Regions from separate parts of the Oryctolagus cuniculus genome. Here region 1 is linked to region 2. The links are chromatin contacts, called in public Micro-C maps. All regions are on one chromosome and are shown on one strand. Each heading gives the region's core, a stretch centred on a gene start, on an enhancer-like site or on the middle of the called end of the contact. The rest is flanking DNA. Distances are from core to core; before and after follow the strand shown. Region 1 holds the start of ASB8 (ankyrin repeat and SOCS box containing 8). Region 2 holds the start of RPAP3 (RNA polymerase II associated protein 3).

The links. A called contact is a pair of places that touch in the nucleus more often than the background predicts.
Region 1: a contact with region 2 is called in a Micro-C map of ear pinna, with 2.7 times the contacts expected there. The contact joins the promoter of ASB8 here to the promoter of RPAP3 in region 2. A contact is called at or near these places in 2 of 6 Hi-C or Micro-C datasets (ear pinna and an unstated tissue).

The regions. Positions count from the first base shown.
Region 1 is chr9:137,711,300-137,717,580 of mOryCun1.1, forward strand. It overlaps ASB8 (ankyrin repeat and SOCS box containing 8), which reads right to left and starts at 4,719. Exons shown (of 4, transcript XM_002723441.5): 1 at 4,567-4,719; 2 at 3,178-3,337. The coding sequence starts at 3,294.
Region 2 is chr9:137,404,675-137,410,890 of mOryCun1.1, forward strand. RPAP3 (RNA polymerase II associated protein 3) reads right to left here and starts at 3,098. Exons shown (of 18, transcript XM_070049731.1): 1 at 3,068-3,098. ENDOU (endonuclease, poly(U) specific) reads right to left here. Exons shown (of 9, transcript XM_008259345.4): 1 at 5,782-6,216; 2 at 1,822-1,893; 3 at 1,517-1,654; 4 at 1,170-1,341; 5 at 745-944. The coding sequence starts at 5,992.

The DNA.
Region 1 (6,281 bases), core at 3,469-5,968, 310 kb after region 2:
ATCTGGCACCCCGACCGGGACTAGAACCCAGTGTGCCAGAGCTGCTAGGTGGAGGATTAGCCTATTGAGCCGTGGCGCTGGCCAGAGAACCTTTTCATCAGGCAGGAAACTCACTTTGTACAGCCACCATGCTCTGAAAAAGTCAGGGAGTCAGAGGTCCAACCAACAGACAACCATCACTAACAGTAGGTCCTCTTAACATTATTTTCATGTGTAAACATTTTTCTTTTTTAAAAAGATTTATTTATTTTGTGAGGCAGAGTTACAGAGAGAGAGGGAGAGACAGAGACAGTGATCCACTGACTCACTCCTCAAATGGCCACAATGGCCAGAAAGCTGGGCCAATCTGAAGCCAGGAGCTAGAAGCTTCTTCTGGGTCTCCCACACAGATGCAGGGGTCCAAACACTTGGGCCATCTTTCACTGCTTTCCCCGGCCACAGCAGAGAGCTAGATCAGAAGAGGATTCGAACCAGCGCCCATACGGGATGCTGGCACCGCAGGCGGCAGCTTTACCCATTATGCCACAGCGCCCCCCCCCCCTTTAAAATAGGTAAAATAGGTTTATTAATTTGAAAGGCAACAGAGTCAGAGAGATACATTTCATCTACTGGTTTACTCTCCAAATGGCTGCAACAGCTAGGGCTGGGCCAGGCTGAAAAACAAAAGAGAGTAATAGAGAGACAGATCTTTCCACTGAGTCGCTCCCCAAAAGGCCACAATAGCCCGGGCTGGGCCAGGCTGAAGCCAGGACCTTTGAACTCCATCTGCCACCACTTGTGTGTCACGGGCCCGAGCACTTGGGCCATCTTCTGCTGCCTCTCCAGGCTCATTAGCAGGCAGCTAGATTGAAAGCAGGGCAGCTGAGACCTGACCTGGCATTCTGATACAGGTGCTGGCAGCCTAGGCGGAGGCTTGACCTGCTGTGCCACAACGCTGGCCCACTTACAAGCATTTCTAAAGCAGCCTCTTAACCTCAGCATTCTCTGTACCAGGCCCTGCTGGTCCTTCTATTCCCAGTCTGATGATGGGGGGAGACGGCAGTCAGACCTAAGGCCCTGAATGACTCAGCAGCAGAGCTGGAATTAGAAAGTGACAGTGTTTCTACGGCTGAGCCTTCTGACACCACTTCTGTGGGGAACAAGCCTACACTGCAGGACTCTGTCTTCTCTGGCTGCACCACATAACTGTGCAGCAGCTACAGTGCTCAGCCCTGGACTGCAAATGAGGAATAATGTGCAGAGTATGGTATCAAAGACCTTCTAGGATACTGGTCATATAACAATTACTGAACAGCAGAGGTTAGGTATCAGATATTCAGGATGTCTTCATCTATAATTACCATGCATTTCAGGGATTAACTTTGTCTTCCTGGAGTGCCTTTGTCTAACCCTGGAGTGCCTGGGTTCAAGTCACAGCTCTGCTCCTGATCCCAGCTTCCTAATACACCTGTACCGAAAATCCCTGGGAATGCCCTGGTAGGCACCAGATAACGACCCAAGTACTTAGGTCCCTGTACTGATCTGGGAGACCCAGACTGAGTTCTGGGCTCCTGGCTTCAGCTAACCCCAGCCCTAGCTACTGAGGTCATCTGGGGAATAAACCAGTGGATGGGAACACTATGCCTTTCAAATAAATCAAAATGAAATAAATTTTTTAAGAGACAGAGGACAAAGGAAATCTCACATGTAATTTTTTTTAATGATTTATTTATTTATTTGAAAGGCAGAGTTACAGAGAGAGAGAGAGAGAGAGAGAGAGAGAGGTCTTCCATCCACTGGTTTACTCCTCAAATGGCTGCATTGACCAGAGATGGGCTGATCTGAAGCCAGGAGCCAGGAGCTTCCTCCAAATCTCCAACGTGGGTTCAGGGTCCCAAATACTTGGGCCATCTTCTACTGCTTTCCCAGGCCATTAGCAGGGAGCTGAATTGGAAGTGGAGCAGCCAGGGCCCATATGGGATGCCAGCACCACAGGCAAAGGCTTAACCTACTACGCCACAGTACTGGTCCCCTCACATGTGATTTTAACACAGGAGTGAGCTCAGAGGGTCTGAAGCCACCTCGGCTTTGTTTGCCTCTTCCTCTCTTAGAAAGCAGGGCTGAGCTGGGCGGGTTCTACACGTACCACCTCCAGACAGATTTTATGGAAGGCATGAGATGACCGTCATCCAGAACATATTTCATGAAGAAAAATATCAGATGGTCAAAGCAAAAAGGAGAAGGGAAGCAAGGCAAACACAGGGAAAAATATATTTTGATGGTCATGTTGATAAGCATTTGAAAGCAATGGACACAGGGCAGCATTGTGGCATGGCGTAGTGGGTAAAGCCGCCGCCTGCAGTACCAGCATCCCATATGGGTGCCAGTTCGAGACTCAACGCTCCACTTCCGATCCAGTTCTCTGTTACGGCCTGGGAATGCAGTGGAAGTTACTCCAAGTCTTTGGGGCCCTGCACCTGTGTGGGAGACCCAGAAGAAGCTCTTGGCTTCGGATCGGCACAGCTCTGGCCATTGTGACCTACTGGGGAGTGACCCAGCAGACGGAGGATCTCTCTCTCTCTCTGCCTCTCCTTCTCTCTCTGTATAACTCTTTCAAATAAAGAAACAAATTTTTAAAAAGATCAATCTCTCTTTCATTCTCTCTTTAACTCTGCCTTTCAAATAAATAAATCTTTAAAGTAGTTCAAGGAAGATGGAATTAAAAAATAAGTTTATATTAAAAAATGGAGGGGCTGGCACTGTGGGGTAGCAGGTAAAGCTGTTGCCGGCAGTGCTGGCATCCCACTTTGGCACCAGTTCGAGTCCCAGCTGGTCCACTTCCTATCCAGCTCTCTGCTATGGCCTGGGAAAATAGTGGAAGATGCCCCAGTTCCTTGGGCCCCTGCACCCATGTGGGAGACCCAGAAGAAACTCCTGGCTCCTGGCTTCTGATTGGCCCAGCTCCAGCTGTTGCAGCCATTTGGGGAGTGAACGAGCAGATGGAAGACCTCTCTCTCTCTCTCTGCCTCTTTCTAACTCTGCCTTTCAAATAAGTAAATAAATCTTAAAAAAAAAAAAAAAAAAAGGAGACTCCCTGTGCTCTTGTGCTAGTGGAAGCTTTCAATCTGCAGTCTATTAGGGTTTACCAGTTTCCCGACTCTGCCTCCCAAAAGACTCTCCCCAGGGGATGGCACTCACCCCCCTGATCAGATCCTCCACGTTATCATGCGGGAAGGAACGGATGGCGGCGATGGTCCGGATCAGGCGCTCCGAGAGGGAGTACTTGCTCTGAATGCTCTGCATGATGTACCACATACTGGACTCACTGGGCCCCGAGTGTTCACATGCTCCACAGCACCTGAACAAAGAGGTCGCAGGGGCACACAGGGACACCGCTGAGCGCCTCCGCCCTTGGGAGGCCTTCCCCAGACCTGGAGATTTCAGATCTGGACGCAGAGCGGATGACAGGAGCTGACAGGACCCTGCTCAACTCTGACCCAGTCCACACGAGGACCCCTGAGGAGCTGTGTGGTTTTCAAACAAGACAAGGCTGCCGGCGCCAGAATACACTCCTTCCCTGTGGATCTCTGCAGTCTCTGCGCTCGGCTCCCCTCAGGTAACTGCAGCTCACTCATGCGCCCCTTTCCCCCCCCCGGGAGCTGGAAGCAGCGGGAAGGCCGGGGTCTGGCCAGCAGAGAACTCCAGAGTGCAGGTGTTTCACAAACACTGGCTTCTGCTAAGGGTATGGCAGCGAAGACAGGCAAAAAGGCTACGGGACAGCACATCCATGTTCATGATAAGGCATCTGTGAAATATTGTTAAATGTCTTCAGCAGAGAAAAGAGTGGGAATACTTGTGGCACATCCTAAGATAAGGAAGAAAGCAAAAAGTGTAGCTACTCTGAAATCATCTAAAGTTGTAAAAACAAAGCAAAGCTCAACAGCACTGAAGGAGCGTTTTGTTTCTAACGAGCGAGACTTAAAGCGAATTAATAACTAACAATTGGCTATTCGCGACAACTAAGGAATAGATTTGGGCAAACGTATCTTAAAACGACAACATGACAGTAGGAAGCTGGAAAAAGAAACTAAATGCAATCGCGGAAAATGCGTTTTATGAGAAACACACTGATCTCGATTTTTCTGTTCTGCAGCAAAATCTACTCTTCCAGCTTGTTAAACACGTCTGCACAGGACCGAGTGTGACGGCAGGATAAGGCGCAGCTGGAGAGACCCCCTATCGGAGCAACCCGAGTTCTGCTGGAACGGAGACAGACATCCCGTACGCGGCGAGCCGTGGGTGGACACACGACGAGACCACCGACGCTCCAAGAAAGCCGCGACCCGCCCTCCGGGGCCTCGTCCCCCTGCTGCCCTTCGCTCCGGCCGCGAAGCCCAAAGCCGAGCGAAGGCGGGGGTGGGGGTGCCCGGCCACTTGGTGCACCTGCTCGGGAGGCTCCCGGCCCAAAACGCGTGGCGGCCTCGACGGTCCGCAGACCTCAAGCGGGAGTGGTGGACACGTTCTTGGGCGCGGAGCCTCGGGCTGGGGCCCGGCTGCAGACCCTCCCGTAACAAGGGCCGCACTCACCGGACCCGGGCCTAGGTGGTTCCCGACAGCCGCTTTCAAGCGTGACCCGGAAGTAGAAGTGTCACCAGCGACCCCTGTTTACGGGACTAGGCTGACTGGGACGTGCGCCTGCGCACTGGCAGTCGTGGGGAAATCTGCGGGCTGCGCCTGCGCAAAATCAATCCCGTGAGACTCCGGACCAGCGTCTCTGCGCAGGCGTGCTTGTGGCGGTCCGCGGCTGCGCGTGCGTGGTCCAAGGATGCGTGCTTCCGGCCTGTGGTGGCTGCGCCCGCCAGCCCTCTCCTCGGCGCTGGATCGCCATCGGAGGTGGTGCCTGGGTTATGGCCGGCCACCTCCGGGTGCTCCCGAACGCCGCTGTCTCCTGGGAGTCACCAGAGCCCTCCGGCGCCCACCCGCGCTCAGCCGGGGTCCGGGTGAGAAGAACGGAGCCGTGCGGCGAGGCGAGAGGACAGGCTTTTTAAATGGGTTCTCGCCGGTTGCCAATACTGGCACTTTTTTTTTTTTTTTTTTTTTTTTAATTAGCACTTGAAGGGGTCGGCGCCGTGGCGCACTAGGTTAATTCTCCGCCTGCGGCGCGGGCATCCCTTATGGGCGCCGAGTTCTAGTCCCGGCTGCCCCTCTTCCACTCCAGCTCTCTGCTGTGGCCCGGGAGGGCAGTGGAGGATGGCCCAGGTGTTTGGGCTCCTGAACCTGCATGGGAGACCAGGAGGAAAAGCCTGGCACTTTAAAATCTGGGCCCCGCGCGGCCTCCGCGGCCAGTCTTGCAGACGTCGCAGCCCGGGAAGCGCTCTGCCGGGGCTCCACGCCGCGCCTTCCCGGAGGCCGCGCTGGCTGGATTCGGTGGCCGATGGGATTAGCCGAGGCGTGCTCCACACCCGACCTCTCAAGCTAGTCCAGGGTCTTTGTCCGCATTCCGCGAGTGGAAACTTAGTTTCTGTCATTGCTTGTGAACCAGGAGCTAGTATTAGGGCCCTAAAAACTCCAGACTTCAGGGGCACTTGGCCTAGCCCCTGGTTTCAAGTCCAGCTCCAGTTCCCAGCTGTGGCTCCTGCTGATGGCTCGAGTGGGTGTGTCCCTGCCACCCACACGGGAGACCCCGGTGCTTCAGCCTTCACAGCATTTGAGGAGTGAATCCGTGGATGAGGTCTCTCTTTTTTCCCTGCTTCTTGAATAATTTAAGTGGAGAATGTGTTCTGGGAACCTAAAGTTCCAAGGCTTGAGGCAGAATTGTCAGAAACTGCATTTCAGGAGGCCACGAGTCCCCTTCTCCACGGATCCAGCAGGGGGTGCTCACCTGGCCCACCCGTCGCTCTCAAAGTGGAGCACTAACTTCATCCAGCTGACCTACGAAGAGTGTGGTGACGGCCCTGCCGGCCCTCGTCTTGTGAAATCGCGCTTTGGTGGGTGCACTGCTCTGAGAACCCACTACACAGCGGGAGGAGGTTGCCGCCTGTTACTCAGAGCTGAAAGAGCCACAGGGTCCAGCAGATGAAAGCCCTGTCCCTGAAGAGTGGGTCTGCCTTCTCCAAGGTTCCATGCCTTGGCAGCTCTTGGTCAAAGTCATGCCAGCGACAGTGGTAGAAGTGTGAGATCAGAGTCCTTTATTTTTTTCTTAAAGATTTACTGATTTATTTGAAAGTTAGGGGCAAGGAGGAGAGTCAGAGCTTCCATCCGCTTGTCCACTCCCCAAATGGCTGAACCAGCCAGGGCTGGGT
Region 2 (6,216 bases), core at 1,848-4,347:
CGGGGTGCTTTAGAGGAGGCTCACAAAGGCTTCTCCAGGAAGGTGGCAGGGGGCTGGGGGAACCCTCCTGTGCAGGGGACTGCAGGTGCAGAGGGGCGCATGGACAGGAGGGAGGGCACTGGGGACCTCACACCTGCAGCACCAGAGCAGAGGGGCTCTGAGGGGGTGGGGAAGCCCTCAGCCAAGCAGAGATGAGACTCGGTGTCTGGGTCCACCGTGTCATCTGTGTGCAGAGCCAGAACGCTTGCCCAGAGTGACGGGGAGATGAGGAGACAGCCTGGCTCCCACAGCTCTGCCACCTCTCTCCTGCGCTTGCCACCAGGCGAACACCAGGGGGCAGCCCAGGACTGCCCTGTGCCCAGGAGATCCCGAGCGTGGCCCTGGCTCTCCCTAAAGCAGAGCGCTGCCATTACCCGACAAGGCGCCTTGGCTGGACTGTGGCGGCTCTGGGCAGTGAAGACCCTGGGAGACCTGGACAGAGAGCCCTGGGACTCTGCAGGCCCCAACACCAATGCCAGCCTCCCTGGGTTGTCTGTTGCATTTTCTCCAGCACCCAACCCATCCCTGGACCCGGCTCAGGAGTCAGGAACAGAGAGGAGGGGGCTCCACCTGCCTGGTGCGGTGCCCTGGGGTGGGGGAGGCTCAGGGACCTGCTGGGGACCCCCAGCCTGAGGCCGGGCGGAGCCACAGAAGATGAGTGATCCCCCCCAGCTGTGCCTGCCCTGCGACCCCACGCGCGCTCACTCTGCTGGAGGAGGAAGCTGGAGAGCTCCCTCATGACGGCTGTCTGCATGACCTCGCTCAGAAAGGCTTGCTGCTCGGCCACCTGCTGGGCGCCCACGTGCTCCGGGTGGCCTGTGGCCGGCTGGTAGTTGTTGAGGAGCCGGATGAAGGCCGCATATGTGGGTTTGGAGAAGAGCTTCTCGTTGACATAGCTGAAGAGCCTGGGGCAGGTGGGACGACCCAGTGAGGCCGGAAGGGGCGCAGACCCTCCAGGGGGGCCGCTGGGGGCGCTGGGAGCTCTGCTGCCCGTGGGGCTGTTGTCTTTGCTCCGCACCGTGGAAGCTCAGCCCCCCTCCCCGGCCCGGCCGACCCTCCACAGACGCCTTCCCGTCTCACTCCCTCCCCGGGCCCCGCCAGCCGCTGGGGCAGTGACGGGGGGCGCTCACGGCTCGGGGCAGCGGTCCACTCGGTCCCCAGTCTCCGAAGGGGAGATGCAGTTCTGGCTGTTGAGCACGATGTCTTCCTTCCCGGCCTTGTTGGTGTCTGCCCTGTAGATCCGCTCCGAGATGTGCCGGAGCTCCTCTCCGGTAATGGCGTTGCTGCTGCGGGAGAAGCCCTCTGGGGGTGCCGGGGGACAGGGTCAGAGGCCCCAGGAGGCCCACGGCACGCCACGCCCAGCCTCCCAACCCCAGGGCTGCGGCTGTGGTCTGCAGGCCTCAGCTCCCGGGCCACTCCCTGGGAGCTGCTGCCCTCCCGAACGCCTCGGGCTCGGGCCGTGCGGGGGCAGACTGACCGTGGTGGTCGCACAGGCTGTGGAAATCCTCACAGCAGTTCCCAAAGCCCCGGCAGCGGGCGTCGCAGTGGCAGGGCTGGTGTCTGTCAAAGGCTTCGCGACAGCGGCCCTGGCAGGAGCCAGGTGCGGAGTACAGGCCTGCGGGGAGAGCGTGCACCGTGCGCCGAGGCCCTGCCCCTCCCCACCAGCCCCCTGCTTCCCGGGACAGCCTTCCCGATGCCCACGCCACCTCCTGACCCCTGGGCCCCTGGCTGGCTCAGGCCACCCGCTCTGATCCCGGTTCCCCTGCAAGGGAGCAGGCTCACTGCTGGCAGTGTCCACACCCGGCTCCTCCTCCAGTCCCAGAAATGGCTCCAACTCGTCGGTGTACTCTCCACCTGCCGACGAGAAACAAAACCACAACCGTCCCGAGGGCCTCAGCGGGGACATGTGCCTTGGGAGCAAGGACCCACCGGGAGCAGATGGAGGGCGGAGGCTGCTGGTAGAGTCACTTCCCCAGAGAAACCACCCGGTGGTGTGCTCTGCCTTGGGAGTGAGCCCTCAGGTGGGGGCGAATTCTCAGGGAGAAGAGCTGTGGCCCAGGGACTGCTGGGGGACACAGCCATGTGATGGCCAGTGGGGAGGGCAGCCCCGGCCCTGCAAGCTGAGTGCTGAGTGACGCAGCAGGGGGCAGAGAGCGGCGCGAGGGAGGAAGAGGACAGGAGGCTCCTGAGGACTCACACGGGGGAGTCACCCCCAGTCACCATGGAAACAGCCGGTGACAACCGATTCCAAATCTCTGGGTTGCTGCCCCAGAACGGCTGCCCCCAGCAGACACCGGCCCCCCTTCCTCTAGTCCAGGCTTCCCCAGGGCTCTGTTGTTCAGACCCCACTGGTGTCACACAGGCTCACATGAGCCGGCCGGCTGAGGTCCCAGCCTCTGGTTGGGCCATTGTTTTCTACGGAAAAGAGGTTTTGAGCCACAGATTTGAAACTCAGAAGTGAAGAGGCGAGATGCCAGCCTGGCGGTCTGACGGGCCGGGTGGAAGCTGCGTGCAGGAGGAGGCCTGGCAAAGCCCTGTGTCAAACCAGCAGCTTCTCCCAAGTACCTGTCCCTGGCGCCAGCCCGGTTTCCTTGGGGCACTGGCAAGAGAAACCTGCGTTTTTTGCGTGAGAATGTCCAGGTCTTTAGAACGTGAGCAGGCTGAAGAAAGGGGAGGTCGGTGGCTGCCTGCAGAGGGCGCTGCTGCTGCTGCTCCTGCCCCTGGCTGCATCAGCCCCCCTCACCGGTGCTCTCTGGGGACTTGTCCTCCACACCCGGTCTCCCTGTGCGCAGGTGGGAGCTGACGTGGGAGCAGGACCGGCTACCCGACCGAAGGGCGGGCAGGAGCAGTCGTCATCCTGAGGGCGCCAAGGATCGGGGTGCCAAGGATCGGGGAGCAGTGCCACAAAGGTCATAGGCCCTCCGCAAGCCCCACGACCCCCTCCCCGGCAAAGGCAGGGGCAGCCAGGCTGGCACCGCGCGCTGGGCTCTGAGCGCTCTCTTCCCAGGCAGGGGTCCGAGGCTGTGACAAGGTCAGTGTCAGAGTCAACTGACAGCACCAGCAACCAAAGGCTGATTTGGACCAGGGCTGGGTGTGCTTGGGCTGGGATTGAGAGCACAGGATTCGAACACATTACATCTGCCAAAAGAAGTCTGGGGAGGGCTGGGGTTGGACTGAAGGCAACACCCAAGCTGGAGGAAGTGTCAGGGCCAGGAGAGGAGGAATAATGCCAGGTTGGCTCAAAGCAGCCTGGGAGCTGCTGATTCCACCCAGGCACCTCAAAGCTGGCCCTCAATGCAAATGCGGATCTGGGGAGACCCGACTGGGGTTAGGGCTTCCCCACAGTGTACGGGGCAGGCACCGCGGGGAGGGGAGGAGCCGCTGTGGCCGGGATTCTGGTCCTGCAGCTTCCCAGTGTCAGGTTCTCGCCCAGGTGGCTTCACCTGCGGGGCCTCGTTCCCTTATCTGGACAGGTGGGAGATTAAGGCAGCCTATCTCGCAGAATATTGATGGGAGCTAAATGAGCCAGTGTTTGTCAAGGGCCGCTCAGTGTCAGCCTCATGGGTCTGTGTGAGGACCACACGGAGGTGAGGGTTCAGACGGCAGCACCACCCTGCCCCGGGCTGCTGGCCCGTGTGGTCCCAGTAGGAGAGGTGCTGCGCCAGCCCGCCCAGTCCCGAGGTGCCTCCTCGCTGCGGGCACAGCCTCCTCGGTGGCCAGGGCACGGTCACATGGACTGGCCCCACTTGTCTCTGCGAGCCCAGAAGAGCCTTTCTGGCATCTTAAGTCGAGCTCCTGGGAGCCTGAATGGCAGAGTCCTGCAGGGGGCCGGTCAGCTGCCTGCTCGGCTGGCCTGGCAGGACACCCGGGACCAGCGGCAGAAAGTCCGGGCAAAGAGGACAGTGTTTTAAAGGGCCAGGAGAGCGGAGGCCAAGGAAAGCACTTGCTTCCCTCCAGCAGCTGGCACCGCCGTGGGCGGCCGTGGCGCTCAGAGCCCGCTGGCCGAGGCTGAGTGGATTTTTCACCTCAGTTCAAGAACCGAAGCCCCAGGAGGAGCCCAGGCCAGGGGTCTCAACGCTCCCCGGCAGACTTGTCTGCTTCAAGGTGGCCAAGGGATGGGAGGGTGCAGGGCAGGCTGGGAGGGACGTCTCCTGGGAGGCAGGCGCCTGGCTGTGCATTCTGGGGTCCCCACTCAGGTTCCCCACCCCGTGCCTCCCACGAACACAGGGGCTGTGCCCCGCCCCCCATGGTGCCCCAGGAACCACGGCTCGCCTGCCCCCGGCCCCTCTCTGACTTCCTCCCCCACAGTCGTCTTTGTCCACCTGGTGCCAGAGCCTCTTCTCGGGTCCACACTGGCTGTCTACAGATCCAGGTCTCAGGCTGGGTGGACTCAGCATCCCGGTGCTCTCTCAAGCGATGCGGTCTCCATGGAGACCTAGTCACCAAGGAGCTGCGCCTTGCCCCACCTCCTGACCCTCGACCCTGGAACGAGGTCCCCAGCACGTCCAGCTCAGAGGCACAGACCAGAGACTGGCCGGGACCCCACAGGACTCAGTCCTGTAGCTCAGCTCTGGGGCGCTGGCTGGCAGAGCATACAGAACAGAGCCTCTGCCCCATCGGAGACCCCACCCAGTCGGCTCTCACTTCCCCTAATCCCACAGCAACTCCCCCGCTCCCTGGCTCTCAGAGACATCCCCAGGGACACAGGTCTCAGTGCCCCCTGAGCAGAGTTCGGTGCCACCCCCCGAGCTCACCCTGCTCTTGCCAGAGCTGTGTCTTGATAGGGGCCTCAGCACCCCTTATAAAGATTTTCCACTTGGGGATCACATCCCACAGTGTGATTGGGAAGGATGGAGTCTGCAGGCCTCATAGCTCAAGGTCAAGTTCCAGTGGTGCGCGTGCCTCCGGGGCCCCACAGAGGGTCAGCTCGGGGTGGGCAGAGGAGGGATCTGCCTGGACCCCTCAGCCCAGCTCCCAGCCTGGGTGCTGCCCGCTCCCAACCAGCCACCGCCACTGTCACTGGGCTGCCCCGCCCCCTCATCACTAGAAACTGCCCACCACGCCATCCTCTACCCCTCAACCAGGGTACGGGGACAGACACCCTGCCCCAGATGGGACAGGGCCCCTCCTAGTCGGGCCTTTCGTCTCCTGTGCCTGCCTGCCTGCTAAGGCCTTTCCCAGGGGAGGGTCACATCCTGGAACACCTCCACCCCTGGGCAGAGTGACCCACAGCCAGGCCACCGGAACCCAGCTCCTTTCATGCAGCAACCGCAGAAAACCAAACCTCGGTGAGATCAAAACCACTGTCTGTGGCGCCGGCAGCCTATATGGGCGCCGGTTCGAGTCCCAGCTGTTTCTCTTCTGATCCAGCTCCCTGCTAATGCGCCTGGGAAAGCAGTGGGAGGTGGCCGAAGTGCTTGGGTCCCTGCACCCACGCGGGAGACCCGGATGAAGTTCTTGGCTCCAGGCTTTGCGTGAACCTGGCCGCAGCTGTTGCAGACATTTTGGGAGTGAACCAGCAGATAGAGGATCTTTCTCTCTCTGCCTCTCAACTCTGCCTTTCACATAAATAAATCTTTAAAAAAGAAAGTCTCGAAGAAACACTTGGGATGACCGGCCAAGGTGTGAGGTGGGGGCCGCGCCCCCACCTGCCCGACCCCCTCCTCCATCCCGGCCCAGCTCCCCAGCTCTTCCTCAGGGCAGACCCTTGCCCCGGTGCCGTGTCCACAGGGAGCGACTCACCTGCCCAGGCCAGGCCGCAGAGCATGGCCACCACCAGCGGGACAGAGGCCCTCATGGTGCCCACAGGAGGCTGCACGGGGTGACTGCCGGGGAGCAGAGCGCCACAGCCCTGGGTGAGCCTCGAGTCCCGGCGGCTCCACTGGGACCTGTGGATCTGGTGTCTCCAGCTCCTCGCAGGAGAAGCCGAGGGAGGGACCACGGGTGGAGCCATGGGGCGGAGGCGGAGCCCCGAGGCAGCTGCAGTGAGGCCACAGGCGAGGTGAGAGGGCAGGCAGGCCCCGCCAGGTCGGGAACACGTCAGGCCAGCTGCGGGGGCAGGAAAGTGGGTCACACAGCACAGCTGCGGAGCTTGGGACAAGGCAGGGACACCCCCAGGAAGCGGCCACAGGCACTGCCCTCAAACACTCCCTACGTCCCATGGGTCGCAGGTGGGCC